Regions from separate parts of the Mus musculus genome. Here regions 1, 2, 4, 5, 6 and 7 are each linked to region 3. The links are chromatin contacts, called in public Micro-C, promoter capture Hi-C and targeted proximity ligation maps. All regions are on one chromosome and are shown on one strand. The core of a region is the stretch at or near the end of the contact, and the rest is flanking DNA. Distances in the headings are between cores, read along the strand shown. Region 1 holds the start of Ssh3 (slingshot protein phosphatase 3). Region 2 holds the start of Aip (aryl-hydrocarbon receptor-interacting protein). Region 3 holds the start of Kmt5b (lysine methyltransferase 5B). Region 4 holds the start of Ighmbp2 (immunoglobulin mu binding protein 2). Region 5 holds the start of Tesmin (testis expressed metallothionein like). Region 6 holds the start of Cpt1a (carnitine palmitoyltransferase 1a, liver). Region 7 holds the start of Coro1b (coronin, actin binding protein 1B).

Region 1 (3,833 bases), core at 869-3,368, 500 kb before region 3:
GCTCTCTCCCCTCAGAGATTCCCCTCTTCCATGTGCTCAATGCCCGCATCACCTTCAGTAACCTTTGCGGCTGTGATGAGCCTGTGAGCTCGGTGTGCGTCCCCAACTCCAGTTCTGCCATTTCTGCTTCAGGTATGACTATAGCTACAGGAGACATTCACAGCTGGTAGCTCTCTGATCAGCCTTAGGGCTGAACATGACCCTTCCGCTGCCCTGCCCAGGAAGCCCTTTTCCATGTGAGGTGGACCCCACTGTATTCGAGGTGCCCGAGGGATACAGTGTGCTGGGTGCTGAGCGCAGCGAGCCCCTTCGGGATGAGGATGACGACCTGCTGCAGTTTGCCATCCAGCAGAGCCTGCTTGAGGCAGGCACAGAGGCAGAGCAGGTGGGATGCAAGTGGAAGGTGGGTCATGGCCTCTACAGCCACAGGCCCAAGGTGACAGTTCTGGGCTCTGGCTGCTGCAGGTGACGGTGTGGGAAGCCCTGACCAACACACGGCCTGGCATTCACCCTCCTCCCCGAGTCACAGTGTTTGAAGAGCAGCTTCAGTTGGAGCAGTGAGTCCCTCAGGAACTGTGTGTGGGTCCCTGGCTGCTGGTGATGGGTGGGAAGCCAGGGAGTTCTGATCCAAGGGCTCCATGCCTTCACATGGCAAAATGCTGCTTACCGTGGGGAGCATGAAGAGCCAAAAGAGGGCCTGCTTGTCTCTGTCCCTGACACCTTGTTCTCAAAATTGCATGGGCTTGGCTCCTCCCCAAGCCTTCTCACTGGTCTGCTCTCCCCTCAACCCTTACCCTGAAGGGCCCTGCAGGAAAGCCTACAGCTGTCCACAGAGTCCAGGGGTCCAGAATCTCCTCAGAAGACACCTCCATCCCCTGCACCCCCAAGCTTTGAGGAGCAGCTTCGCCTGGCCCTGGAGTTGTCTTCAAGGGAACAGGAGGAGTTGGAGCGACGGGGTCAGCAGGAAGAAGACGACTTACAGCGGATCCTGCAGCTGTCACTCACAGAGCACTGAGTTGCCTGGCCTTGGGACGGCTCCCCAGGGCCATGCCTTCTGCCTGGTTTTGTAATTTATTTATTTATAAACTGTCTGCTGCTGAGCTTGGGACCTGGGCACTGAAGATAGGCTAGCAGTGAGACTGAGGTGGAAATAAAGAGACCATCAGCAGTAGGCTTGCTGTCCTGCGTGGTCTGGAACCAAGGGGACACTGGATGGGGTTACTGATGGGTAGTCCTCGCTGGAGCTGGCACTGAGCAGCTTTGGAGCCTCCATTTCTACAGCTAGAAAATAAGACCACTTCTCACGGGGCAGGAGTTCCTGGAGATTCTGAAATTTCCCTGGATGCTACCCCAACCCCAGGTTCTGCCTGCCACCCAGCCTGATGGTCCATACTCCCGCTGGGCTGGGTCTTCCTATTCTACCTACTGGGGGAAGCTCCCACCTCATCCCCAAAACTCAGGCACAGGTTCCCCCTGTTTCAAGTATTTTCTACCAGAATGAACCTTTAAGCAAGTCACTCTCTGGGGAAGGGGCTCAGCCCTGTCCTAGTCACCCCTAGGGTGGACCTGAAATGCGTACAGGTATTGGGGACTATTGCAAAAATTCCAAAAAGGCCTTCTGTTCTCCCAGATCTTCTCAAGAGTAGAGGAATGACAGCCAAGCAGAAAAGAGAGCAAGTTTGGAATGGGGTGGTAGATTTAAGACCCATTGCCTCCCAGGTATGGTGGCGCATGCCTCTAATTCTAGTGCTTGGGAGGCAGAGGCAGGTGGATCTCTGGGTTTTAGGCGACTTGCTCTATATAATGAGTTTCAGGTCTGTCAGCTACATAGTGAGACCCTGTCTCAAAAACAAAACTGTTGCCCTTGCTCCTTCCTTTCCAAGAAACCATAGCATAAACCAAACAGTGGGGGTCCAAGTCTTACTGGGTGCAGCAAGAAGGGTTGAAAGCCTTCTGTGGGCAAAGCGACCAAAGCAGGGAAAGTGAGGTCTGGGCTCACCTGCGCCACGCCCTTGACCACGCCTCTAGCGCGGTCGGGGCGGGGCAAGCTGAACCGAGACCGCAGGGGCGGGGCCGCTGTCGCTCGGTACCAGCTCTACGCGACCAGACTGGTCATGAGTCGGGCCCTTTAAGGGCCGCTCCCGAGGAGGTGCCAGGCCCTGGTGGCTCCAATCTCTTCTTCCTGGTTGTGCGAAGGCAGGGACTGACCGTAAGGCTGAGGGAGGGGTCGTGCCGGGTGTTCGCCCAGGTGTTCCGGGCCTGCCTACCTTATGGCGCTGGTCACAGTGAGTCGCTCGCCGCCGGCAAGTGGCCACTCCACGCCTGTGGGACCCACGGTGAGTTTAGCTTGGTTTTACGCTCTTACAGTTGGCTGCCAAGGTAGGCCTTAGGGAGCAAGTCCTGCCCCTAGCAGACGGCTGGGAGTAGGCGGAGGGGGACCTTGAGTCTCACGTTTTAAGGCACTTGGGAGGCCCTGAGGCTCCCAGGAGCTCGACGTAGGTAGATGCGGAATCCTGAGAACCGCCCGGGTCTGTTGAAGCCCAGATCTGCCCAAATACCTCCCACACTCTGCAACCCCCTATCCTTGCAGCACTGCTGTACCTGGACTTAGGCCGGGTTTCTCTGGGGCCTGTTGGAGGGGAGCGGCTTCAGAGGAAAGAGATTTCTTTTCCACCTAGCGCTCCCTTGTAGGAAGAGGAGAGGCTTTTGGGTGCTTCCTGTCCTGGAAGCTGCTCTCTTACTCTATTCCCGGGCTGCTTTCTCAGCAGGACCGAGTGGTAAGACGCAGAGGCCGGCTCCAGCGCAGGTGAGTTCTGTCTGACAAATGCTTCCTTATAGCCTGTGGCCTAGCTGCTGCCATTGTGGACTCCTGATGTCTTGCTTGGACCAAGGACTCACTTAAGTATTGTCAGATAAACTCATGCTTAGGTGGGAGGCAGATGCTGTGGGTGGAGCTGGCAAACATCACATCTCTGGCTTGTGGAAGAACCAGCATGGTTAACTTAGCCCTGGCCAGTAGATGCTTTCACACATTACCTGGACCTTGGCTCGCCCAGTAATCCCAGGACCAAGGGCAGGATGGGACCTGAAGGAGTATAAGTGCTTAAACAAGTTTATAGCATCTGAGTCCACCCCGAAAAGGAACACATTCCAAAGGTGCAAAACAAGGTGAGGAGGAGCCTGAGAGCCCAAGGCTGGCTCTAGGTGCCTACCGCTATCAGGGTCCTGGTTACAAAAGTGCAAACTGTGCCTCACTCCGGCCCATCTGACTCTGGAGAGCGGGCCAGCAGCCCACTTCCGCCAGCCAGGGGACTCAGCCTCCCTAAAGTTTGAAAACCTATGACCTGAACCATGTCCCCATCGCTCTGCCAGGCAGAGTTTTGCGGTGCTCCGAGGGGCTGTCCTGGGACTTCAGGATGGAGGGGACAGTAATGTTGCATCTGAGGCTGACTCTGAGCCAATGGAGGAACCCTCAGGTGAGGAACAGCCCACCGAGGACCAGACTGACAAAGGGCAAGGACTCCAGAGTCCCTGGAAACAAGTGCAAAAGCGGCACCTGCACCTCATGGTGGAGCTGCTGAGGCCGCAGGATGATATCCGCCTGGTAAGGAACCACCCGGAGCTCATGTCTATCTAAGATCAGTGCTATGAGATCTGGGGCCACAACAACTCTGCCACTTCATCTAGAGACAGCAAGGCAAGGGCATATCTGTCTCTGGAGGGCTGGGAATGGACAAGGGAGGTTTGTCCCCTGTGAGCCAAGAGCTGGGGTTATATGAGGGAGGTCTCTGTTAATCCACAGGAGGCCTCTGTTGATACTAGTGAGTTGCCCA
Region 2 (3,515 bases), core at 106-2,605, 350 kb before region 3:
ACTGAGAATACTGATAGGATTATGTAGTGTATTAAATTAGCTTAATTTGTGTGTGTGTGTATGCTAGAGAAAGAACCCAGGACCTCTCAAATGCTAGGCAAATGTTCCAACACTGAGCTACACTCTCAGTCCCTAGCTTAACATTTTATTTATTATTATTGTTGTTGTTATTGTTGTTATCATTAGTTTTTCAAGACAGGGTTTCTCTTGCTGTCTTGGAACTCCCTCTGTAGGCCAATCTGAACTTGAACTCAGAGATCCACCTGCCTTTGCCTCCCAAGTGCTGGGGTTAAAGGCGTGTACCACAACAACCTGGATAATATGTTATTATTTTTATCTATCTACATCTTTCATGCTCTGGTGTATACTTATCAGCCATATCGGTCAGCTTTCCTTCTGTTGTACTTTCTGCAAGATGAGTACAGCAGACTACTTAGCTCGCCTGTAAGCTCTCTGTGTTGATAGAAAACAAACCCAAGCATGTTTCCTCTTCCCTTCAGAAAGTCCCCTCTCTGAGGACTTTTTTTTTTTAAGATTTATTTATTTATTTATTATATAAGTACACTGTAGCTATCTTCAGACACACCAGAAGTGGGCATCAGATCTCATTACAGATGGTTGTGAGCCACCATGTGGTTGCTGGGATTTGAACTCATGATCTCTGGAAGAGCAGTCAGTGCCCTTAACTGCTGAGCCATCTCTCCAGCCCCTCAAGACTTTTTGCTGGAAAGTGAAGCAGTCAGAGTATGTGACTTGGGGCTCAGGGGAAAGAAAATAATCTTCCTGGTTATGATATAAGGGATGAAGACACTACAGAGAAGTATGTGTCACCACACCGGGTTTCCTTCCTTTTTTTTCTTAAGACAAGTGAATCTAGAGTCCAGAATCTAGATGTTATAACTTATGCTAAAGTATGCAAAATAAAAGGGCCAAAGGGGCCGGGCGGTGGTGGCGCACGCCTTTAATCCCAGCACTTGGGAGGCAGAGGCAGGCGGATTTCTGAGTTTGAGGCCAGCCTGGTCTACAAAGTGAGTTCCAGGACAGCCAGGGCTACACAGAGAAACCCTGCCTCTAAAAAACAAAACAAAGCAAAACAAAAAAGGCCCAAAGGGAATACACAGGTGAAGCGGTGTTTTTCGTTTTTCATTTTTCTAACTGAAGTGCCGATAATAGGGCATCTACAACTTAAATGGAGTGGCACACAGCTAGGAGAGCTGCAACCCCTATAAAGCCAACTAAGCACAACTGGCAGGGGAGGGACAACCAAAGGCCCGCCCCTAAGCAGGCTCAGGCTCCGCCCCCAGTGCCGCGTTAAAGCCGTAGCATTAGGAACCAATCACGGCTCTTTTCTTCATTCCCTCCCTTTTTTGGCTTCTGCCCTCAGTCAAAATGGCGCTTGCTCAGAAGCTGCCGAGGCGCTAGGAGTTGCCGAAACAGGTCCGGAAGCTACCGAGCGAGTCCGGAAGTTGCCGAAAGGGAGCAGCGGGGAAGGAGGATGGCGGATCTCATCGCAAGACTTCGAGAGGACGGGATCCAAAAGCGTGTGATACAGGAGGGCCGAGGAGAGTTGCCGGACTTTCAGGATGGCACTAAGGTTTGTGTCCATCCTCTCCCCACTTTCCCAGCGTCTCTTCTGAAGCGCGGTGCGCATGCGAGGCGGGAGGAGGCCGTAGGTGAGAGGTTGCGCATGCCCAGAGAGCAGCTGCCAGTCAGGCTACCTCTCACATGCCGAGCTCGACGCTGATTGGTCTGGATTTAAGTGGGAGTTAATTCAGATATGTCTACTCCGCCCCTTGGCTTTGCTTTAGGACTGCATTGGACAGGGGTGGGTGTCAGTCATCTCAAAATGGTTTGGTGTGGGTGTGACCTCAGTGCTGATACCCGTACCTGAAGGTTCAAAGCTCATGCAGTTTTGAGTAAAGGGGCCTTCTGAAACCATCTAGGACAATTCTCATTGTTTACATAGGGAAACTGAGGTCCTGGAACTAAAAAAAACACAGAGTCCCAGAGATCCAGTTTTCCAGACCAAACTCCTATGTCAGCGTTCTGATAGATGGTAGCATTGCTTTTATATCTGGGCACCAAGTTCAGGTGCCCCTCCCTAAGGCACTCCATACCTCTAGGTTCCCCTGCTTTGTTGCTGTAGATCTCTAATCACAGTTGTGGAGCTGATACCAGTGAAGCCAAAAGCAAGAATTCTGTGAATGAATGTATGCCCTCTGGCCAGTGGTGTTAAGCCAGCAGGCAGAGAGTCTAGTCTGATGTGGTGAGGGGTAAATGCTGAGAGCAGAGGGCAGGCATGTGGTGGTAGTGATCAGCTGTGCTTGAAAAGGGGATCTACAAGCTGGGCCTGGTGGCCCATGCCTACAGTCTCAGCCGCTGGTGAAGCTGGGCTACAGCATGAGTTCAAGGCCAGCTCAGGACACTCAATGAGACCCTGTCTTAAAATTAGAGAGATGGAGATAGAGAACAGGCTTTGGAAGGAGCCTGGCAAGAGGGATGCTAGATGGAAAAGCTTAGGATAAACTAATATAAGACTAATCTGTGAGCAGGGGCACGTGGTAAATAGAAGCAGGCAGGATTAAACAATCACTGGGGCTCAGGAGGGGGGACCGTCTTCTGCTGGTGAGGTGGCTTAGTGGATAGAGTGCTTGCTGCCAACCTGATGGCCTGGGTCAGATCCCCAGGACCCAGATGGTAGAAGGAGAGAAGTGACTTCTGCAGGTTGTCCTCTGACCTCATACAAGCATGATGTCACATGTGAGCCCCCAAATACAGAAATAAGTGTAACACCACCAGGGTTAAGGATGGGGCTTAGTGGTAGAGTCTAGGATGTAGAGGCCTTGGATTTTCAAGCAGAAAAGTAAAAGAAAAAGCCCAGCTACCATTGAGCCCTGTGGTACGTGTTCATAGGTTTATCTCCCACAATGCTAGACAGATATTGTTGATTCAATTTTACTGATGTGAAAACTGACTTCAGAGAGGCAGCACAGCCATGTAGCAGTTAAGAGTGTGGGTTCAGCTAACCATATCCTGTTGAGATTTCCGTCTCAAGCTCTCTTCTGTCTACCCTCACCCTAACATGATCTTATCTAGAATCAACGTTTTGACATGACTCCACGCCCAGATTACTCACAAGTGTGGATGTCTACCTCTCTCTACCCTTCTACCCTTGATGTTGGAATAGCACCAGAGTATTCTCATTTGTTTGTTTGGTTGGTTGGTTGGTTTTTTGAGACAGGGTTTCTGTGTAGCCCTGGCTGTCATAGAACTCACTCTGTAGACCAGGCTGGCCTTGAACTCAAAAGATACACCTGTTGTCTTAGGGTTTCTATTCCTGCACAAAACATCATGACTAAGAAGCAAGTTGGGGAGGAAAGGGTTTATTCAGCTTACACTTTCCATTATCACGAAAGAAAGTCAGGACTGGAACTCACGCAGGTCAGGAAGCAGGAGCTGATGGTGCAGAGGCCATGGAGGGATGTTACTTACTGGCTTGCTCAGCTTGCTTTCAT
Region 3 (3,684 bases), core at 732-3,231:
ACAGTGTCCGATGTCGAGAGGCTATAGACTCAGAGTCTACTGTTTGCCCATGTATGACACCTAGACATTTATTTGCACACTTTAACCCTGGACCATAGGGGCTCTTAGTGAGGGACTTGGTCAAACCCACGTCTACATTGCAAACGTGTGTCTTTGGCAATTCACTCTTAAGGCATGGACTTCACTCAAAAGTCGTCTGTGGGGGCTGGTGAGATGGCTCAGTGGGTAAGAGCACCCAACTGCTCTTCCAAAGGTCTGGAGTTCAAATCCCAGCAACCACATGGTGGCTCAAAACCATCAGAATAGAGATCTGACTCCCTCTTCTGGAGTGTCTGAAGGCTGCTACAGTGTACTTACATATAAGAAATAAATAAATCTTTAAAAAAAGTTGTCTGTGATCATTTCAGGCAAAAAGAAAAACAATAACTTCTTCATCGCCTCTGAAAGGGCTTATGTTTTGTCTACTAATTACCCAAACTGGCTGGCGTTTCTGTCAAAATAAATAAATAAATAAATAAGAACGGGGAACAGTTACAAGGAGAAGCGAGTTCCTCTAAGGAATCCATCCACTCGGCAGCCTCCCAACCCCTCAGGCCTGTGTCAGACAGTTTTAAGTCTAGAAAGCAGGTTTAAAAAACAAACAAACAAATCAAGTCAGGCAATCCATCTTGTCTGCTCCTCTGAGAGGACTGTCTCAGAGTGAGCGCCATCAGAAAGTTCAAGATGAACTTCACGTCTCCTCCTCTCCTTCTTGCACTCTGGCTGAACGAGCGGATGACAGATCGAGTGACGCCAGTGCCACTGCGTGGGGCCCGAGCGACTGCCCCCCACCCCCACCCCACCCCCGCGCGCGACAGTCTGAGCCTGGAGCAACAGGAAACGAGGCTCGGGCCAAAACAAAAACAACCGAAAGTTCGGCGAGCCGGCGCGAGCAGATTGGGCGAGACGCTTGCCGGCCGCCCATTGGAGAAGAGGAAAAACACAGTCCCCCAATCCCGAGCGGCCGAGCAGCTCCCCTCGTGCGGCCGCGACCCGGCCCTCGCCGACCGCTACCGCTCCCTTCCGGCCGCCGCCAACACTGCAGGCCGTGCTCGCTCGCCCGGCCGCCCCGGCCCCGCAGCCCCGCCCCGCGGCCCGGTTCCTGCACGCACGCACGCACGCACGTACGTCCTCCGCGGCTCACCGCCAGCACTGCCGGTCTTCCAGCACCGGGCCCGTCCAAGAGCTCCGCCACCGAGCTCCCGAAGCGCCCGGCTACACTTTTTGGTCCCTCCAGAAAAATTAATCACCAAAAAATATTTCCTCAGAAAAAAAAATTGGAGAGTAAAATCCAATATGGCGGCACGGACGTAGCACCGCCCGCTGCCTCCGCTGACGGAAGGGGGGGGGAAATAAAGGAGTCCGCGTCCGCCGAGGGGCCCCCCCAACCCTGCCGCCACGGCCACCACCGCGGCCCGCGCCAAGCCCCTGTCCCCGAGCCCTGGCTCGCAGCGCCGGGCCACCCCCGCCTCACAGTCCTCGGGCCTCACCTCCACCTCGCGCGCAGTCGCGGGATCTGAGAGGCATCCGCCGACTTCGGGGCTTCGCGTCCTGCGTTCTCGCGCAGCGCCGGGTGCCGCCTCCGGTCCCCGGGCGTCCTCACCTCATAGCCCCCGAGCCTCGCTGCCGCGCCGCAGACGCGTCGCCGCCCCCGGTGAGCCACCCGGACACCGCCCGGGCTCGGTGGAAGGACACGAAAAGGAGTCCACGACTGACGGCGGAGGGACACCACGCCGACACCGAGCGTGCGCGCACCTTTGCTCCGCGCTAGTGGCCGCGATGGCTTCGACGGAATTCTGCGGGAAGAGGCTGAGAGACACCAGAGAGAATGAAGTTCCCTGCCGCGGCACCCGACAGCGGAGGCACAAGAGTAAATCCCCCCCACCACCACCACCAAAGAAACCACGTCGTTGCCGTCGCTGAGCCTCGAGGCGGAGGGATCGCAGCGAGAGTCGTTCGAAGATCCCTCCGCCCGGCTGCCCTTTAAATCTCGGTGGAGGCGGCGTCGCCGCGCGCCCGGTGGGCGCCACCTAGTACCCCGGCCGCTTGCTGCCCCGCGGGGTTGGCCCCCGCCCCCGTCTCGTGCGCACCTGCACCTACCAGGGACAGCTCCCGAGCTGCGATTTCAGGGGGCAACTGCGAGGCGCACGGCGCTCCGGGCCCGCTGTGCCTCCGGGGTGCACTGAGGGGAGGCGGCCGGGAATGGCGAGTTTCTTTGTTGTGGGGATGGGTGTCGTTGGAAGCAGAAACACCCTTCAAGACCATGTGGGCCACCTGAACGGTACCACGCGGGAGGCGGGGAGGGAGCGTGCTTTGGGTCCCCCGTGCTGACACCGGCCGCTCCTTGAGCACCTACTGAGTGACAACCTTTCCACGACGCAGCCACTCCTCGCCCTCTTCGGGCTCAACCGGCGCAAGAAAGGCGGTTTGGTCCTCCGGGAGCTTGGGGCGGAAGATCCGGAGTGGCTTGCACCCACGCCTGGGGTATGGTGAAGCCCCACCCCTTGGATCTTGCAGTTGGATAAGGGGTGCCTCACAACAATAACGAGGGTCACATCCTTGTCCCTAACCAGACGTCGTTCCCAACGATCTGGTGTGTCCCTTTATTTGTCCCTCAGGGTAATCCCCAGAGGTCGAGAGTATTGTGGGTTCCAGTTTACACACAGGGAAATTGAGGCATGGACTAGTTGGGTGACTTTTCAACTACTCAGGGCTGGAGCCAGAGCCTCTTATACACTATTCTATGAAAAACGCAGGCTTTAAAGTGAAGCAGGTGGTTGGGACCTGAAGGAGGTGTTTGAGGTTGTCACGTATTGAAGCAAACACCTGAGTGAGGTGGAGGGTGTTATGGAAAGGTACGAAAATGTCCAGGCAATGGAAAGAAAGAATGCAACTCCAGCGACACATGAGACAGGGAGAACAGCTGAGGCCATTGCAGGAGGGCCCCAGCCTGCCTCGGTTCCCTGCAAACACCACTACCACACTGAACACTCACATACCTTAGCATAGTAGGCATTTTCTAGAGGATGGCTCAGCAGAGTCAAGCAAATACCAACTTAGCTCCCATTGCCCTTGCCTCTTTGATCTTGAGTACTTGACGACGCTTGTTATCCCCTTCCATAGATGGGAAACAGAGGCACAGAAACCTGCTAAGGACACATAGCTGGGAAGGTATATTTCTTCAAAACCAGAATTCCTGTGCTGACCTCAGCTGTGTGACCTGTATCCTCAGTCTACAGACCATCTTGGGAGTGGGCAGTGGGCATAGGAGACCAGTCACAGGAGATACAGGGCTTGACACTTCAGGTCGACTTCCTGCCCTTTCCAGTCACCTGTTGCATCGGATCTATCCTGCTGTATTCCCTTTTTGTAGACACAGCTAACAATTCCTTTGATCTTAGTTTTGTTGTGTTTTTCTAGTTTCTTAATACCGCTACCCCACAAGACTTCTATAGGACTTGGCTCCAAATATGTGCCAGAGACACTAAAGTTGCTTCTGCCACGTTTGATACCAAATGCCAAAGAGCTGAACATACACGGGACACCAGATGGTGTCCCTCCAGTGGGCACCAATGGTCCTAGACTGACTTTCAGAGGTAGAATGCTCAGGTTCCAAGTCCACCCAAACTTCAGCAACCCTGGGCC
Region 4 (3,566 bases), core at 26-2,525, 480 kb after region 3:
GCCATCTTATAGTAGAGAAAAAGTAGATTCATTTCTGTTTATGATTAAATCTGTTTCTCAAGGATTGGGTTATGCCACACCTTAACTACAAATGGGTTTATACCACCTGTCCCGGAAAACGGCAACTATGCCTTTGTTTCAAAGTTATTATTACAACCTGTTGTTACGACTACCTTGCAACTGCACTTTTGTTTCAGAAGGTTATTGTGACCAACCGGTTACGCTTATGTTCTGCTTCACCCCCATTTGGAAACCTCCTATCCCTGAACTATAGAAACCCTGATTTCAGGGGTGTCCAATGCTGACCTCCTGAACCCTGTCTTAGGTGGAGGCAGCCTGCATACCCAAGTGAAAAAGCTTGCTTTAATTAATTTGGCTACGATGATTTGAGTTGGTGGCCTTTCTCCTATCATCTATGGATTAACATCTGACCCCCTCTTCTGGACTCCAAAGGCACCTTCACTTAAATGCACAGAAAGGACCCTCCCCCCCCCCCCCCGAAACAAACATCACAATAAGTCTTAAAAAAAAATAAAGAAAGAAACTGAAAAGGTCGAACACAACAGTGTCCACCTGACATCATCATCTGGTCTCCACACGGGCATGTACACCCACCTGCACACATACATACACATAACACATACACAAACTAAAAGGTCTGGGTCAACAAAACTAAGGGCACATTACTTGTTATGTTTCAAGATAGACTAACATTAAAATCACTCACTCCTTTCTTCAACGTCATTTTTTTTTTTCCTGATCCGAGGGTGGCTAGCAGCCCGAGGACAACTGTCCACACCCATGCTCTACTTAGCAGCTTCTAACTCGCTTTCTTTACATCCCCATTGTATGACCCTGGGTAGGTCATTTGTCTACACCCATTTGTGTCCCTGTACTATAGGACCTACACTTAAGTTTAAGAGCACTTCTCAGTATTAAGCAATGAACGGAAGGAACCACGTTCTCATCCCAGGTTCTCGTACTCCAAACCCTGTGCCATATTCACGACTCTCATAACCAACACACCAGGAGCCAAGGTGGACTCAGACACACGGGCGGCAGACGGCGGAAGCACCGCTAGCTTCTTCCCTCACCAGGCCTCCCTGGTCTCACCTGATCCGGATCCCTGGGATGCCAAGATGCTACGGCTACACACAGACACCAGCCGCCCGAAGGCGCCCGGCAATGCCGAGGCCGCTATGGCAGCAGCCATGTTTCCACAGTCCCAACCGGAAGCGGAAGCAGCGCGAACCTTGTGCGTCAACACACAAACTCAGTAGGGAACACCTGGAGCAGGGAAACAGGGATCCTACTGCAATCACTGGCTTGGCGGGGAACGCAGGAAACGGACCGGCCGGGAATCCGCGCCCTGGCTGGGAGCGCAGGGCCTTTTGCGGATTCTGGTCCAGTGGGGAACACGGTCCGACTGGAACTCGGGTCCCACAGGACTAAACTGGCCGAGCAGGAAGCATCAGTCAGGGGCTGCATCGCGGAGCAGATGGCCTCGTCCACCGTGGAGAGTTTCGTGGCCCAGCAGCTACAGCTGCTGGAGCTGGAGCGGGACGCCGAGGTGGAGGAGCGCAGGTAAGTTTGGCCGCAGGTCCCAGGCCCTCTGTAGCTCTCCTTAGTTACCGCCTGGAGCCAGTCTAGTGTTGGCTGGGTGAATGGCTAACACACAGAGACAGCCCTAGGAGAAGACCGCACAGCAGCGTCACTTCGGGGCGTCGAGGCAAAAGGATCGGGAGTTCAAGATCACATTTTGGCTACGTAGCCAATTTGAAGTCAACCCGGGCTACAGGAGACCCTGTAGTGAGGCCCCCCACCCCAAGGGAAAAAAAAGAGAGAGAGAGAGAAAAAGAAAGAAAGAAAGAAAGAAAGAAAGAAAGAAAGAAAGAAAGAGAGAGACTTAACAGGATGGTCAGTGCTAGATGGGGAGTGGGACAAGTTTTCTTCGGGATCCAGGGAGTGGGGTGTGCCAGAGAGCAGCTTCCTAGAGGAAAGTTAATGAAGCCTATGTCATGTATGGTGCCTGAGCATTCCTGAAGAGCCATGTTGTTTCAGGAGAATATCTACAGGCCTGCAACAGACAGAGCCACCACTTCTCTATCCCACAGTGCAGTTCCTGTAATGCATTTCCCTAAGGATAGACAAAGGCTGGCGAAGTAACTGACCCAGGGTAACCCACGTGGAGGCAGGACGTGAAGTCAGTCTGTGAGATTACAGATGTGTAATCTGTAGATTGGTTGACTGAGAGTCTGTCAGTCATGATGAGGGAGAGGTTTTGCTGTTGTGGCTGTGTGACTATGGAATTGTGTACTAGGCCTTCCCATACATGTCTGTGAAGGCATGTGATTCCCACACCATGTGCTTGCTGTGAGAATGAAGCGATATGCTTTAAGCCAAACTGGGACCTTGAACCACACTTAGGGTGTTGGTGGTAAGAAGCAGAGAGAGAGTCAGGTATAAATGGGAGGGCCCCAAAAGACAGATGGCAGATGGCAAAGAGACATGATAAGATTCTGTGTTGGCTGACTTGGAGCAAGTTAGGCAGTACCTGTCCCGTGGGGTGTGGGGGAGAGGTAGGATTGGAGTAGAGTGGATCCGGAGTTCTTTTGGGGCATACGTAATGCCTATAAGCAGAACTCCTTTCTCCCTTGTGCAGGCACAGTGAAGCTGTTTTGCTTGGTGTCTTCTAGGTCCTGGCAGGAACACAGTTCTCTGAGAGAGCTTCAGAGCCGAGGGGTGTGCTTGCTGAAGCTTCAGGTATCCAGCCAGCGCACAGGGCTGTATGGGCAGCGGCTGGTCACCTTTGAGCCCAGGAAGTTTGGACCTGCAGTGGTGCTTCCTAGCAACAGCTTCACCTCTGGTACGTGTTCCCTGGGGGCTTGTATCATCCATGGCTGGTGGTCAGATCAAGGCCTGTGCTGTCCGAAGGGCTGGAGAATTGACCCACACAGTCTGTGGCACTACAGTGAAAACCTTCTGGTTACAAACCTGGTGAACAGCATAGCTGCTTTTGTTGCTGTTTTGAGACAGGGTCTGAAATTTCCTGTGTAGCAGAGGATGACTTTGAGCCTTGAACTCCTAATCTTCCTGCCGCTACCTTCCAGATGCTGGGATTATAAGGTTACCAGCATGCCTGACTTTTTGTTGGTTTTTGGAGACAGGAATGTGACTAACTGTATAGCGCTGGTCCTTCTGGAACTTTCTATATAGACCAGGCTGCACTAGAAGTTTCAGTGAGCTTTCTGTCTCTGCCTTTTGAGTTCTGAGATTGCAGATATGCACTACCACATTCGGCTGTTAGTGCTTTTTGGTTGCTCGGTTTGGCAGCTTTCTCTTTGCAGTGCCTGGGATAGAACCCAAGGCCTCTGGCCTGCTGAGCAAGCACTCTGCCATTGCACTGCACTCTGGAGCGTTTTGACTGCACACTAGGGATGCAAGTTGGCCTCAGCCCTGAAAACTGAGAGCCAGCAGCACTGCCTGTGGCAGCCTGTTTTGAGTTGCAGCCTTTGATTATGTTGACTTCATAGACTCTTGTCCCAACAGTTTTCAGTTTCCCTGCT
Region 5 (3,701 bases), core at 821-3,320, 380 kb after region 3:
TGAGCCTGGGATCCTAACCCTTTTGTGGGAAAGGAGGAGCAGGCATGAAGATCATGTGCAGGTACAGAGTTCAGGACCAGCCTAGGCTACATGAGACTGCCTCACAAAAACAAAAAGGTCTACAAAAGGACCTGGGTTCAGTTCCCAGCACCCACATGGTGGCTCACAACTGGTGGGTGATTTGTTTTGGGGGATCTGCCACCCTCTTCTGGCCTCCTTGAGTACTGCATGCTTACAAGGCATGTAAACAAATTCACACATTAAAAAAACCTTTAAAAAGTGTTTTAAAGTTTTGTCATGCCGGGTGTGGTGGCGCACACCTTTAATCCCAGCACTTGGGAGGCAGAGGCAGGCGGATTTCTGAGTTCGAGGGCGGCCTGGTCTACAGAGTGAGTTCCAGGACAGCCAGTGCTTCAGAGAAACCCTGTCTCGAAACCATCCCCCTCACACACACACACACACACACACACACACACACACACACACAAAGTTTTGTCACCCAATAATTAAACCTCTCTTCCACACTGGCTTATTCCCTTTCCTGTTCTTCTCATAGAGGGGAGAGGAGAGCTAGGAGGCAGAAGGTGCTGAGCCAGCTCCTGTTTAAGGTAAATCAAACTGCTGGCATTTGGAAGCACTGGAAACCAGGAGGAGGCCTCTGCCTGGGAATGAGGCTGAGTTAGAAGGTTCCTGTGGGAAGGCTAGAGTCCCACCTTCTCTGTAAATTGAGCAGGGAACAGGATTTCTGGGTTCTGAGCTCTACTAGCTGTGACTTATTGGTGTACAAAGCCAGGCTCCTGTCATCTCCACAGAGATTTAAAACAACAAAAATTCTATGAAGGCTTACTCTAGACCTGACACACTTGACTGGATGAGGAGCCCAGTTTCCCAAGCAGGGTTCTTTGGGGGCTGACCTGTGCCTGGTTTCCTTTAAAAGGTTGATTCCTTTCTATTGGCAACAGTGAGGTGTTGGGGATGTGGGTTAGTTGGGTTAGTGGACTAGCATAAGGCAGGGTGTGGTCCCAGCATTGTATCAGCCGGGTGTGGTGGGGCTCACCTGTACACCTAGCACTCAGGATGTAGAGGCAGGAGAATCAGAGGTTCTCCTAAGTTATATAGCAATTTCAAGGAATTGCTATATAGCTTAGCAATATGGTTGAGAAGCAGAATTCATCAAAACTCTACATAGGTTTAAAGAACTGTCCCTTATCTTACAGAGGGGGAGATCATCAACTGAAAAAATCCTCAATAATGGAAGTCTTTGGTGTGAAGAAAAAAAAATCTCCCAGCCAATCCCAAACTACCAGGCTGAAAACTATCTGCAGAACACGCAAAAGGCCCTGGGTTCTATCCCTAGCCCTGCTGGGGCGGAGGTGGGTGGAGACACAAGTCCAACAGGCCAGGAACACACACTGTGATGGCAACAGTTATAAGCTCTTCTAGTGTGGCACAGTCATCTGCAGGGGAAAAGGCTGGGCAGGGAGGTGCCACCTCCCTTGTATCCCTTGTGGTGCCTGAGCCTGCTGCCCGGGGCCAGCCCACAGGATAGGCACGCGGAGAGGCGGCGCGACGGTGGCCCCTGCTGGCGCTTACTGGGATCACGCGCACTCCTGCGCTTAGCGGCAACAGCGCGGGCCCGCGAGCACCGGGAAGTAACGACGATAACACGTGCACGCTGTAGGCGGGAGGCGGAGCGGCGTCGTCTGGGCTGCGGAGCTCGGGCAGCCCCGGGAAGTCGCCGAGCAGGGCGGCCGGTACCTCAGCGCCCGGCGGGGGGCTGAGCGCACGCAGCAGCGGCTCCCCTGGCTCGGTGGCGCCCAGGTAGGCGTCGGCCAGAACCGGCAACTCATCCCGATCGGCCGCACCGCCTGCGGGGCTCAGCGCCAGCCCGTCCGCGAACACACGCTCTGACCCGAACAGCTCGGCGCCCAGCTCGTCTTCGGGGCCAGTCATGGCGCCGAGCAGCGCGTCCTCCATGGCCACTGGGACCCGAGAACAGCGACACGACGCGGCCGTCCAGCTCGCCTTGCTTCTGAGAGGCTGGACGACCGTTGACCGTTAGGGAAAGGGGCGGGGCCCGTCTCTGACTGAACGGGGCGGAGCCTGGGCTGCGGTGGGTGGGGCCTCTGCCAAGATGACAGGAGCCTGGGTTGTGGTAGGTGGGTGTCTATGGTGGGCGGGGCCTTGCCATGGAGGTTGGGCTTTGGCTCTTGGTGGGCGGGGCCTGAGCATGATGGATGGGACCTGGGCTGTGGTTGGCCCACAAGGCAGCCTTTCGGTATGCTTGGATGGAGGCTGGAGGGACTGGGTATCAGCCAACCTCTCCTGCACCTAGTGGGGGAAACTGAGGCTCCCAGGTGGTGGTTCTTTCTCTCTTTTTTTAAACTTTGAAAATTTCATTGGTGAGTACTGTATTTACATCATTTTCACCCCTCCTTTTCATCTGTTTTTGTTTTTAAGTCAGAATCTTAGTAGGTAGACTTGGCTGGCTTAGAACTCTTTACGTAGACCAAGCTGGCCTGGAACTCACAGAGCTCCACCTGCCTCTGCCTCCCAAAAATTGGGGTTAAAAACATGACTAATACTCCAGGAAATTTGAAGCAGTGCTAGGTGGGAGGCCCCACCCACCCCTGTTAAGGCCCGCCCTGTCCAGGCAGAGATGGCCCCGCCCCCTTCCCTAACGGTCCAACCTGGGGGGGGGGGGGGCATTACGAAACTGAGTTAATAGGTGCTGGGAAGTGAGTTTGGGTCCTCAGCGAAAAAAAGTGCTATTAACCTGTGAGTCACTTCCAGTACATTTATCTATTATTGCTCAGGCAGTACTGGAGATTGAATCTAGGGCCTCCTACATGCTGGGAACTCTGCCCTTGAACGTGTTACCTTGTCTCAGTCTCAGTAGTTGCAATTAAAATCCTGTGCCATCAGGTTTTGCTTTCAGGGTTTTGTTTATTTACACTTAATGCGTATTTGCATATACATTTGTGGACACACCATGGCATTAATCTGAAGGAAAGGAAAACGTTCCAGAGTCGAGAGTTGTCTCTCCTTCCCTGTGCGGCTTCTGGGATCAAACTCAGGTTGTCAGACTTGGCAGCACACACCTTTACCCACTAAGCTACCTCATCAGCCATTTTAGTTTCTTGTTAGTCTGTTTGAGACAGGGTCTTGTTGCGTGACTCTAGTTGACCTGGTGATCACTATTTAGTCCAGGTTGGCTTCCAACTCATGTTTTACTTATATCTTTTAAAGGTAAGGTCTCATGTGGCCCAGACTTCCTTGAATTTACTATGTAATCAAAGGCAATCTTGAACTTCTCATTTTCCTGCCTCTGCCTACTGAGTGCTAGGATAATAGGTATGCACCACTATCATCAGCTTATTTAGTATGGGAATTAAACCCAGGGCTTCTTGCATGCCAGGCAAGCACTCTGTAAGCTAATCCACATCCCACAGTCGGCAGCAAGAATTCCTTTGCACCTTGCATTCCCATATCGTTGAGAAGGATTCTATACAGTGCTCTGGCGGCTTCTTCCAGTTAAAATGAGGCGAGCCCCGACTCAGTTACATACTATGAAAGTCTCTCACCAACTGTTTAAATGGAAGGTGAGGCTGACATCTTGTCGTGCACCAGACTGTCACAATGGCTCGTATCTCCCTATGCTCTCCTGGGTCTGTGCACACATGTTCCACAGCTGTAATAAG
Region 6 (3,801 bases), core at 531-3,030, 440 kb after region 3:
TTTTGTCTTGTGCAGGAAGCCGCTTCGGCCACTTTTGATACAAAACCTAACCGGAGCTTGATTCCAAAGACGGTTAAGGAGTTCAAAGCCGGGCGTGGTGGTGCTCGCCTATAATCACCGCACTTATGGGTGGGTGCAGGAAGGAGATCGGGGGTTCAAAACCAACCTTGGGTACAGAGCAGGCTGGAGGGCAGCCTGTGTTACATGAGATCCTATCTCATTTTTTAAAAGTAAATAAATAGATAAAAGAGAAAATTCAAGTGTAAGGTTAAGTCTAGCGAGGCTTTAGTTAAGAAAAGCAATAATTTACATGACAAAAGAGCTCCGGGTGCTGCAGCAAAACCAGTCTAGCCCAGGACTCTGAATGCGGACGCTGCCCAGACCTACCTACTACTCTGCACTGCCCCGGAGCAAGCACTGTCCTCCCCACACCACAGTCCTCTGCTTTAGGTCCTCACTGAGTCCTGAGTCGACCGACTAGGAAGGGGGTGGTGGTGATGTATGCTTGCTGGCACAAATAAAAGGCCAAAGCTGTGTTTTAGTCATTTGGCTTGTGGTTTTGACAGTGATAAACACGCTTGAATATCAGGAATGACCAGAAACCAGACGCCTGTGCAACAAAATGCTGTAACTAAATACGCGTTCCGAAAGGCTTCTAAACTCACTTTCATTTTATTTGCGAACTTCCAAAGTTAGCAGTTTCCGACTAAAATCTGTTTTTGGACAACTATTTAAATGCACGGAACGAGAGTCGGCCCAGAGCTGAGAGTACTGAGCTTGATTGTATGTAGCCTGGTTCACACTAGGAACTTTTTAACTCCTTAAAAACTTGAGCGTTCATCTGTGTTCTGTGACATCAACGAAAACCAGACCCGATTCACAATAAGATGAAGAAAAACGAAGGGTACCCGCTGTTACCGCACAGCCTGGTTGCCCAGACCGTGCTGTCCGGCTGTCCCAGGCCAAGTTCGCTCAGGCCAGGTCACGTGACGCCCCCACCCTCCCGGGCTCTGGTCCCGGCGCGACCTTGGGCAGTCTCTGACACCCACCTGCCCTTGAACCCCGGGCAAAACCGCGGTGAGGGGTGCAAAACACTTAAGTCTCTGCGCCAAGGGTGTGTCCCGAAGGCTATACTGCAGGGACCCGCACGAAGAGAGGGCACCGGCCACCTGCCAAGTCCCCTGTGCGAGCATCCTTCCTACTGCCGAGCCCGACCCTCACGGACCCCGAGAACCAATCCACCTGCAGAGTAGCGGGTGGAAAGAGCCTGGAGAACGCTCGGCGTCCACACTGGCCCCAAGCCACCCGCGGAGTGGGGAGTGAGCAGGGGTCAGAAAGGGAGTTGACACTCCTACTGGTCAGGGACCAAGGAGTCACGCCTAATCATAAGCATCTTTCACAGAGCAATGAAGACCCCAAACCCACGCGGTGAGTGAATCCACCGTGGGGCGGGACACCACGAGCCGAGGTCCCACGCGTCCCGAGTGGAGGCATTTTGCCCAGTCTGGGGACCAAGCATCTTTCCTCCCGTCCCGGGATCCCCCAGATCCGTCACTGCGCGGGGGAGGGAGTGCCCTCTGCTTCTCCAATGCGCGGCTCACGCGTACCCTACGGGCACAGTCTGGGTCTCCCTCCACACTCTTAAGAATGACACCCGCGCGCCCAGCCCAGGGCGGTGCCGCAGCGCTGCCCTCGCGGTGTCTTACCGAGTCTGCAGACGGCGGCGGCGGAATGAGCGAGCGGAGTCCGGGCCGGGGCGGGCGAGGCCAGGCTCACCGACGCGCGCCGCGGGTGATTGGCTGAGCCCAGCTGGGCTGCAGCGCGGGCAGGACGGGGCGGGGCCTGGACGGGGCGGGGCTGCGGGGAGGAGGTCAGTAAGGAAACTGAGGCTAAGTCCCGAGCTTGCCAACGGCAGACCTAGGACAACATTCCTTACCCTGAGAGCCTCAGTTTCTTCATATACAAAAGGGACCAACTCATTAAAGCCATGTCCAAAACAGCTCTTTGCACCATACTTGGCTTACACTCGCGGTTTACACTAATCCGCCCGTAAACTTCTCTGCAACCCTGCGGGAGTTATGCTGATTTTGCTCCAGACTTTTGGTTTGTTTGGTTGTTTGGTTGATTATTTTTTTTTTTAAAAAAGGGGAGTGGGACGCTTGGGGTGGTGTTGGGAAGAACGGCTTGTCTAACATCAGAGAATGAAGAAGTAAGCTCAGGTTCCAAGTTTGAGAACAGATGTTTGACATCCGGGGGCAGGTTGGCGCCAGAGGCCAACACACTCATAGTCTCCCTGGGATAAAATCGTCAGGGGGCGGGGGAACCCTCATCTGCGGAACAATTAGGGTGTGTGGGTAGCTCACAATGCCGTGCATTCCTTGCCTGTGTAAGGTCCTGGATTCAAGTCTCTGCGCCCAAAAGCAACGGAATCGAAGTACTCTTTGAACGCTGAGAACGAATAGGTGTCAATAGGGGAGTGATTGGAACCTCGGACAGAGTGGCTTCTGGAGGGGGATCGCTGGCAGCACACGGGGAACGAAGGTTGCAGGGTGAGTTGTGAACAGGGTGTAGAGAAGTCGGGCCAGACATGGCAAAGCACTCTACCCGCCAGATGGGGCGCCCTCCCAGGCTGCAGCTCCAGGCCCTGCGTGTAGCAAGCTCTCCATAAATGCGCTGAAGAAGGAAGAGTCGCAGCTCTGAGGTCAAGCACGCCTGGTCATGGAAGAGCCCTGTTTGCCTCCATCTTTCTCTGCCTTGCCGTGGAAGGGTTCCATAGAGAAAATGAAAGTTCCCCTTGATCCCGCCCCCAACTGTAGTTAACTGTTGCTGTATCTCATCTCCCCCTACACCTCTATTATTTAAAAGGACAGGCGATTGTTGGGTGTAACTTTGAGATTTTTAGTTTATGTGAAGGGACTCATAGAGAATCGGGGTCTTTCACTTGCCTTCATTGTTCTGACACACCCAAACGCCTTCCATCTTCTTAAGCATCCTTATCTGAGCACCTGTTCCTGAGCGTGGAAGCAGAGACCAGTGTGACATGTGGCTGGCACTGCAGAGGTGCTATCTGGAAACACTTTCTGCTGTCCCCCGGGCCTCATCGGCCTCGATGGCTCTAGTGTCACCTCTTGCTGCCCCCTACTTAAGGCTCCTTTTAAGTCCTGGACTGTTGGACTCACCTTAAATGCCCTTCCTTCTCTCCCTAGAACCCCAGTCCTAACCGGTCCCCTCCCCAAGGACACTTCCTCTTTTCTTGGCGTCCTGCTTTGCGTCCCTCTGGATTGGCCCTGTGCCCTGTCTGTCCAGGAGGCTCAGCGGCCTTGACAGCAGGCCCTCCCTGCCGGCCAGGAGGGACAGGAGCAGGGGCGGAGACAACATCAGAAGGAACTCTCAGACACCTCGTGCCTTGGGGAGGCACCATAATGAGCCAGAGCCGCCTGCACCTGGTTTTATCCTGTGGGGACCTCATTTTCCTTCCTCTACCCTCACCATAGCCCTTTTCCCAAGGACTGTAGCTCCCGGAGTGGCTATTAATAAAGAGCTTAACCTCCCCCTCGCCCCTCGGGGTGGGGATGGGGAAGCTTGGGGCATTAACCTAAACTCCCTGAGCGCTGAAAATATACCAGGAACTGGCACCAAGGCTAGAATAACCTTTCTCAAGCTCGCCTGTTTATTTTTCACATTCTTTCTCAGTTTCAATCCCATAGACTGTGCCAGCTGCTCACGATGGATACGTTTGCCCTGTGTGGTGGCTCACATCTGTAATTTCATTACTTGGGAGACTGAGGCAGGAGGATCATA
Region 7 (3,834 bases), core at 395-2,894, 380 kb before region 3:
TGTGAGAGGCTGCTGAACATTCCAGGATCATCCTGGAGAAGGGCGGAGAGCAAGGGGTAGGTATGGGATGGTGCAAACCTGCACTGAGAAGCACATTTCGGGCTGTGGGGTGCCAGGTGATAATGCCCACGCGCTTGGTATGCCCCTCGAGCACCACTACTGGCTCTGTCAGAGGGGAGGTCAGCCCATTTTCTGGAATCTGCCATACCTGCGGTAGGGAGACGGAGCATGGGCTCAGGCCTGTGCTTGCCCCTGCTGCCAGCATCCTTCAGCCACACCCTGAGACCCTGACTTGAACGGTCCTTTGCTCACCATGACAGTGCAGTCCTCTGATCCACTGGCAATGACTTCATCATTGTGGGGACACCAGTCAATATCCAGAACAGGCCCCGTGTGCCCACACACTGTCGGGTAGGCCTTGTCAATGCGGCCCGTCTGTAGTCATGAAGAGCAGTCAGAGAAGAACCCAAAGTCCCGACCTCCATTCCTCCCAGTATCTATGGGCCCTCCAAGGTGCAAGAATAATGTGACTGCCCTGGTTCCTGGTGGCCCAGATGTGTCTGCTCCACCCAGCATATGAGGAAATGCCTGCTGCAGCCTCTTATCCACACTTGGTGGCAATAAACACTTTTTCTACTTCCATCAACAATCCATCAGTAGCCACGGGCCAAGAAGTGGCACAAACTGCCCTGCCCACAGGTGTGACCAGAGTGTCCTCAGATGTCCTCTCCACCCTGACCCGCTGAGGCCCACCTTGTTTAGAGGAAGCACCATAAAGGCGCCTCCACCACTGGCTTCCACAATCACTGCCAGGAACTTGGGGTTGACTGCGCAGAAGGTGCTGTCCCAGGTAACTCGGGACACTCGAATGTCCTCATAGCACTGGTCATTCTTGACCGGCTGACCGAATACATGCCGGAATTTGCTCTGCCGCACAACTTTTCGGAAGGACATGTCTGTGAGGGCAGAGACACCTGAATCAGCTCTGCTCTCCAAAGAGACACACAGAGCATGTCACCAGGAAATTGGTCCAGCGTTAGCTGGGAGTCTCTATTTCCCCAGTTATAGAAAGGGCTCATAGGTGCAGACCAACACTCTCTGCCTCCCCATCCCCTCCCTGGCTAGGGGTCTGAGTGTGTGTGTGCTGCTGAAAGGGAGACAGAATTTAGATCTTCTGTAGGTCCCAGATGGTTCCAAGGCGCTTTCCACACCCAGAGTTTGAAGGCTGGGTGATGGGGAGAAGAGGCAGCAAAAGGGGTTGGTTGGTCTAGCAAGGCCGCAGCTCAGTCCCGGGGACTGTGCAAAGAGCTGCAGAAGTCGGGCCTAGGGACCCTGGCTGAACAGGGGTCGAGGATACTGCCAGGTCCTCAAAGTGGCCTTGGAGCACGGTCCAAGTGAACCAGGAACCCAACTTCCAAAGATCCCAGCCCAGAAAGGGAGAGAGGGGCGGCTGGGGGGTGGGAGGGAGTCGGGAATGAAGGTGGGGCGAGGCGCTCTTCCGGCTCGCGCCCCCTGCCCCAGGCCCACGTCTGCGCCCCTAGTCCGTCCCTGCCGCTCTCACCGCTCACCGCTCACCGCTCTCCGCTCCCCAGGGGCGCCGGGGACTGCGGCGGCGACCTCGGGCGGCTCCGGATCCCGGCCTCTGGGAAGCAGGAAGCGGGAATCAGGAAGTGATAGCCGAGGGAGGCGGGGGCGGGGCAAGGTCACGCGCAGAAGGCGGGGCTTTAGGATGTCCCGCCCACGGGGCAAGGCCTAGTCGCCAGGCCCTGGGCTGCTTGTTGAAAGGGGCGGGCCTGCTTGGAGCCGCGGGTACAGACTGTGCGAGTCTCTTGAGGTGGGGTGAAGCCTGCCCTCTGATTTCCCTACCCAGTTCTACCCAAAAGTATTCTCTCGCTCCGCCTCCAATGTTTTCACGTGTTTTTTGTTTTGTGTTTGAGACAGGTTGTTACTCTGCATACTTGCTGGCCTGGAACTAGCAAAGAACTTACAGATATCTGTGCAAGGATTAAAGGCATGTGCCACCACACCCTGCCATAGGTATGGGTTTTAAAGTTGGGGGGTTCCTGATGTCAGATATGTACATTGAAGAGGTGAAAGGCAATCTCTTACATCTTGATGGACTCCTGTGGCTCCTGCTCTGGCTTAGAGAAAATCGAAGTAGAGGATGACAGTGGATCCCATGCATAATGCATGTCCTTTCTCTCCTCCATCCCATCAGAGCCTGGATTTGCCTCCTCATATTTGCCCTATCTCCTCTCATCCTGGAGGACGTAGGTGTCCCTGTTAGGACCCACTGTAGTAAGAGAACACTATTCCTCTGTGTCTACCTCCAGTAACCAGTGGTGATACGAGGCCGTCTTTCCCAGAAAGGGAAGAGGGACGTGGGAAGAGGCAGGGCAGAGGTAAAGGTGCTTTGTTTAGCCTTCATGAGGCCCCAACTGTGTGTGGGAGGCTAAGTGGACTTGTGTCCCACCTCAGTGGTCACTATACTCTGAAGAAACAGGCCTAGAGAGGACAGGTGCTTGATTGAGACCTCCCAGCTGGGATTCAGCCCAACTTTGTTATTTCCAATGTCTTGGGATTTCTCACTGTTTGTAAAACCTGGAGCTAGGGAGGCAGGAGTGTGGCTTGACTTGGGTAGCAGATGTTCACAGGGAAGCCCATATGATGCCAGGTGGCTACAGTTCTAAGTACCACCCCCACCCCCCACATCACCCCACTTCAAATAAAATCCATAGTTCCATGTTCCTATGTCAGAATTCCTGTCTGACCCCAGGGCACCCAGCACTGTCCCCTCTCAGCACGTGTCCCAGTGACAGCAAACCTCAGTTCCCACCTCAGGCTAACACATCCTGCTCCCTTCTTCCTTCTGGAAGCTCTTCCTAGCCTTGGGAAGGCTTCATCCCTCAATGACCCCAGGCCTCAAGTGTCACTTCCCCTGTGGGTCTTTCTGAGCTCTCCTCTCACCCAGTTCTTCCTGTTCCTGGTTCCCATTAATCGTTCTTAGTCCCAGATGCTACATTGTGTAATTATTTGGCACCCTGCTAAGATTCATGCCAGCAAAGGAAAGACAGGGACTTTGTCTTGTGCACTCCCCTTATCCCCCAGCCTCCACCCTGCCTTCCAGTGCCCAGAGGGAGACCCAGCCAGCACCCAGCGTGAGACCACTTCATGCTGGGTGAGCGAATGAGCAGCAGAGCTGAATATAGAATTGCAAAATATTCCTATTCACAGCTCTCAGAACCAACACCTGGCTCCTTTGAAGAGGCACAGGCATCTCACCTGGAGGGGGAAGGCGGACACACACACACACACACACACCCCGCAGTATGTTGCCTGAGCTGGGGACTGTTTTGAGACTGAAGTCTCTCCAAACCTGTGCTGTGAGCCCCTAGGAAGCCCCTTATCTTGTAAAACCTTCTTTTTGAGTAGCAATTCTCCCACGTGGGAAAGGCTCCCTTTGAGAACCGTGGAGGTGGGGCCCTGAGAGATGGGGTGGGCTAAAGTTGGAGGTGGGGAAGTTTTATTCTCTGACCTGTCTGCGGTGTTGAAAAGGCTTCGAGGCCCCTATTAGGAGAAGGGAGCAGAGTGCCCCAAAGGAGACAGACATTAGGCTCTGCCCTTAGAGCCTGTGAAGTCCAGCGAACAACATGGGGAGGAGGTCATTTCCTGTGGAGGAGACACCATGACTGTGTAAGGGGACATATAATTGGCTCCCAGGCTACTCGCCGGGAGGAGGGCTCTGGCTCTAGGCCTCACTGGGTCTCAGGGTGCTCACGCGTGTATCAGATAATGGCCGTCAGTGACTGAAGGCTTGTTTTCTACCAAGGAACC

The links. Promoter capture Hi-C pulls out the DNA fragments that hold promoters and counts their contacts. A called contact is a pair of places that touch in the nucleus more often than the background predicts.
Region 1: a contact with region 3 is called in a targeted proximity ligation map of pancreatic cancer cells. A contact is called at or near these places in 1 of 39 promoter capture datasets (pre-B cells), 3 of 130 datasets of targeted methods (bone marrow-derived macrophages, memory CD8 T cells and pancreatic cancer cells) and 1 of 9 other capture datasets (pancreatic islet).
Region 2: a contact with region 3 is called in a targeted proximity ligation map of extraembryonic endoderm stem cells. A contact is called at or near these places in 4 of 39 promoter capture datasets (cranial neural crest, frontonasal cranial neural crest, maxillary cranial neural crest and 1 more) and 6 of 130 datasets of targeted methods (epiblast stem cells, extraembryonic endoderm stem cells, memory CD8 T cells and 3 more).
Region 4: a promoter capture Hi-C map of neural stem cells shows a contact between it and region 3. A contact is called at or near these places in 1 of 39 promoter capture datasets (neural stem cells) and 1 of 130 datasets of targeted methods (pancreatic cancer cells).
Region 5: a contact with region 3 is called in a Micro-C map of embryonic stem cells, with 3 times the contacts expected there. A contact is called at or near these places in 1 of 484 Hi-C or Micro-C datasets (embryonic stem cells) and 2 of 130 datasets of targeted methods (the NIH/3T3 cell line and pancreatic cancer cells).
Region 6: a contact with region 3 is called in a Micro-C map of muscle stem cells, with 10 times the contacts expected there. A contact is called at or near these places in 1 of 39 promoter capture datasets (second pharyngeal arch cranial neural crest), 4 of 484 Hi-C or Micro-C datasets (CD4 T cells, embryonic stem cells and muscle stem cells) and 2 of 130 datasets of targeted methods (memory CD8 T cells and pancreatic cancer cells).
Region 7: a targeted proximity ligation map of pancreatic cancer cells shows a contact between it and region 3. A contact is called at or near these places in 3 of 39 promoter capture datasets (cranial neural crest, frontonasal cranial neural crest and maxillary cranial neural crest), 2 of 130 datasets of targeted methods (bone marrow-derived macrophages and pancreatic cancer cells) and 1 of 9 other capture datasets (pancreatic islet).

What each region holds. Positions count from the first base shown.
Region 1 is chr19:4,267,518-4,271,350 of GRCm38.p6, reverse strand. Ssh3 (slingshot protein phosphatase 3) reads left to right here and starts at 2,118. Exons shown (of 14, transcript NM_198113.3): 1 at 2,118-2,336; 2 at 2,766-2,806; 3 at 3,373-3,604. The coding sequence starts at 2,271. It overlaps Ankrd13d (ankyrin repeat domain 13 family, member D), which reads left to right. Exons shown (of 15, transcript NM_026720.2): 12 at 16-132; 13 at 222-385; 14 at 466-557; 15 at 802-1,171. The coding sequence ends at 1,015.
Region 2 is chr19:4,119,415-4,122,929 of GRCm38.p6, reverse strand. It overlaps Aip (aryl-hydrocarbon receptor-interacting protein), which reads left to right and starts at 1,355. Exons shown (of 6, transcript NM_001276284.1): 1 at 1,355-1,594. The coding sequence starts at 1,496.
Region 3 is chr19:3,766,186-3,769,869 of GRCm38.p6, reverse strand. Kmt5b (lysine methyltransferase 5B) reads right to left here and starts at 1,981. Exons shown (of 11, transcript NM_001379678.1): 1 at 1,530-1,981.
Region 4 is chr19:3,280,719-3,284,284 of GRCm38.p6, reverse strand. It overlaps Ighmbp2 (immunoglobulin mu binding protein 2), which reads left to right and starts at 1,275. Exons shown (of 15, transcript NM_009212.2): 1 at 1,275-1,584; 2 at 2,697-2,866. The coding sequence starts at 1,499. Mrpl21 (mitochondrial ribosomal protein L21) reads right to left here and starts at 1,243. Exons shown (of 7, transcript NM_001347420.2): 1 at 1,114-1,243. The coding sequence starts at 1,213.
Region 5 is chr19:3,387,226-3,390,926 of GRCm38.p6, reverse strand. It overlaps Tesmin (testis expressed metallothionein like), which reads right to left and starts at 2,070. Exons shown (of 9, transcript NM_001039657.2): 1 at 1,594-2,070. The coding sequence starts at 1,977.
Region 6 is chr19:3,321,280-3,325,080 of GRCm38.p6, reverse strand. Cpt1a (carnitine palmitoyltransferase 1a, liver) reads right to left here and starts at 1,780. Exons shown (of 19, transcript NM_013495.2): 1 at 1,707-1,780.
Region 7 is chr19:4,146,464-4,150,297 of GRCm38.p6, reverse strand. It overlaps Coro1b (coronin, actin binding protein 1B), which reads right to left and starts at 1,644. Exons shown (of 11, transcript NM_011778.3): 1 at 1,562-1,644; 2 at 754-956; 3 at 313-435; 4 at 79-208. The coding sequence starts at 954.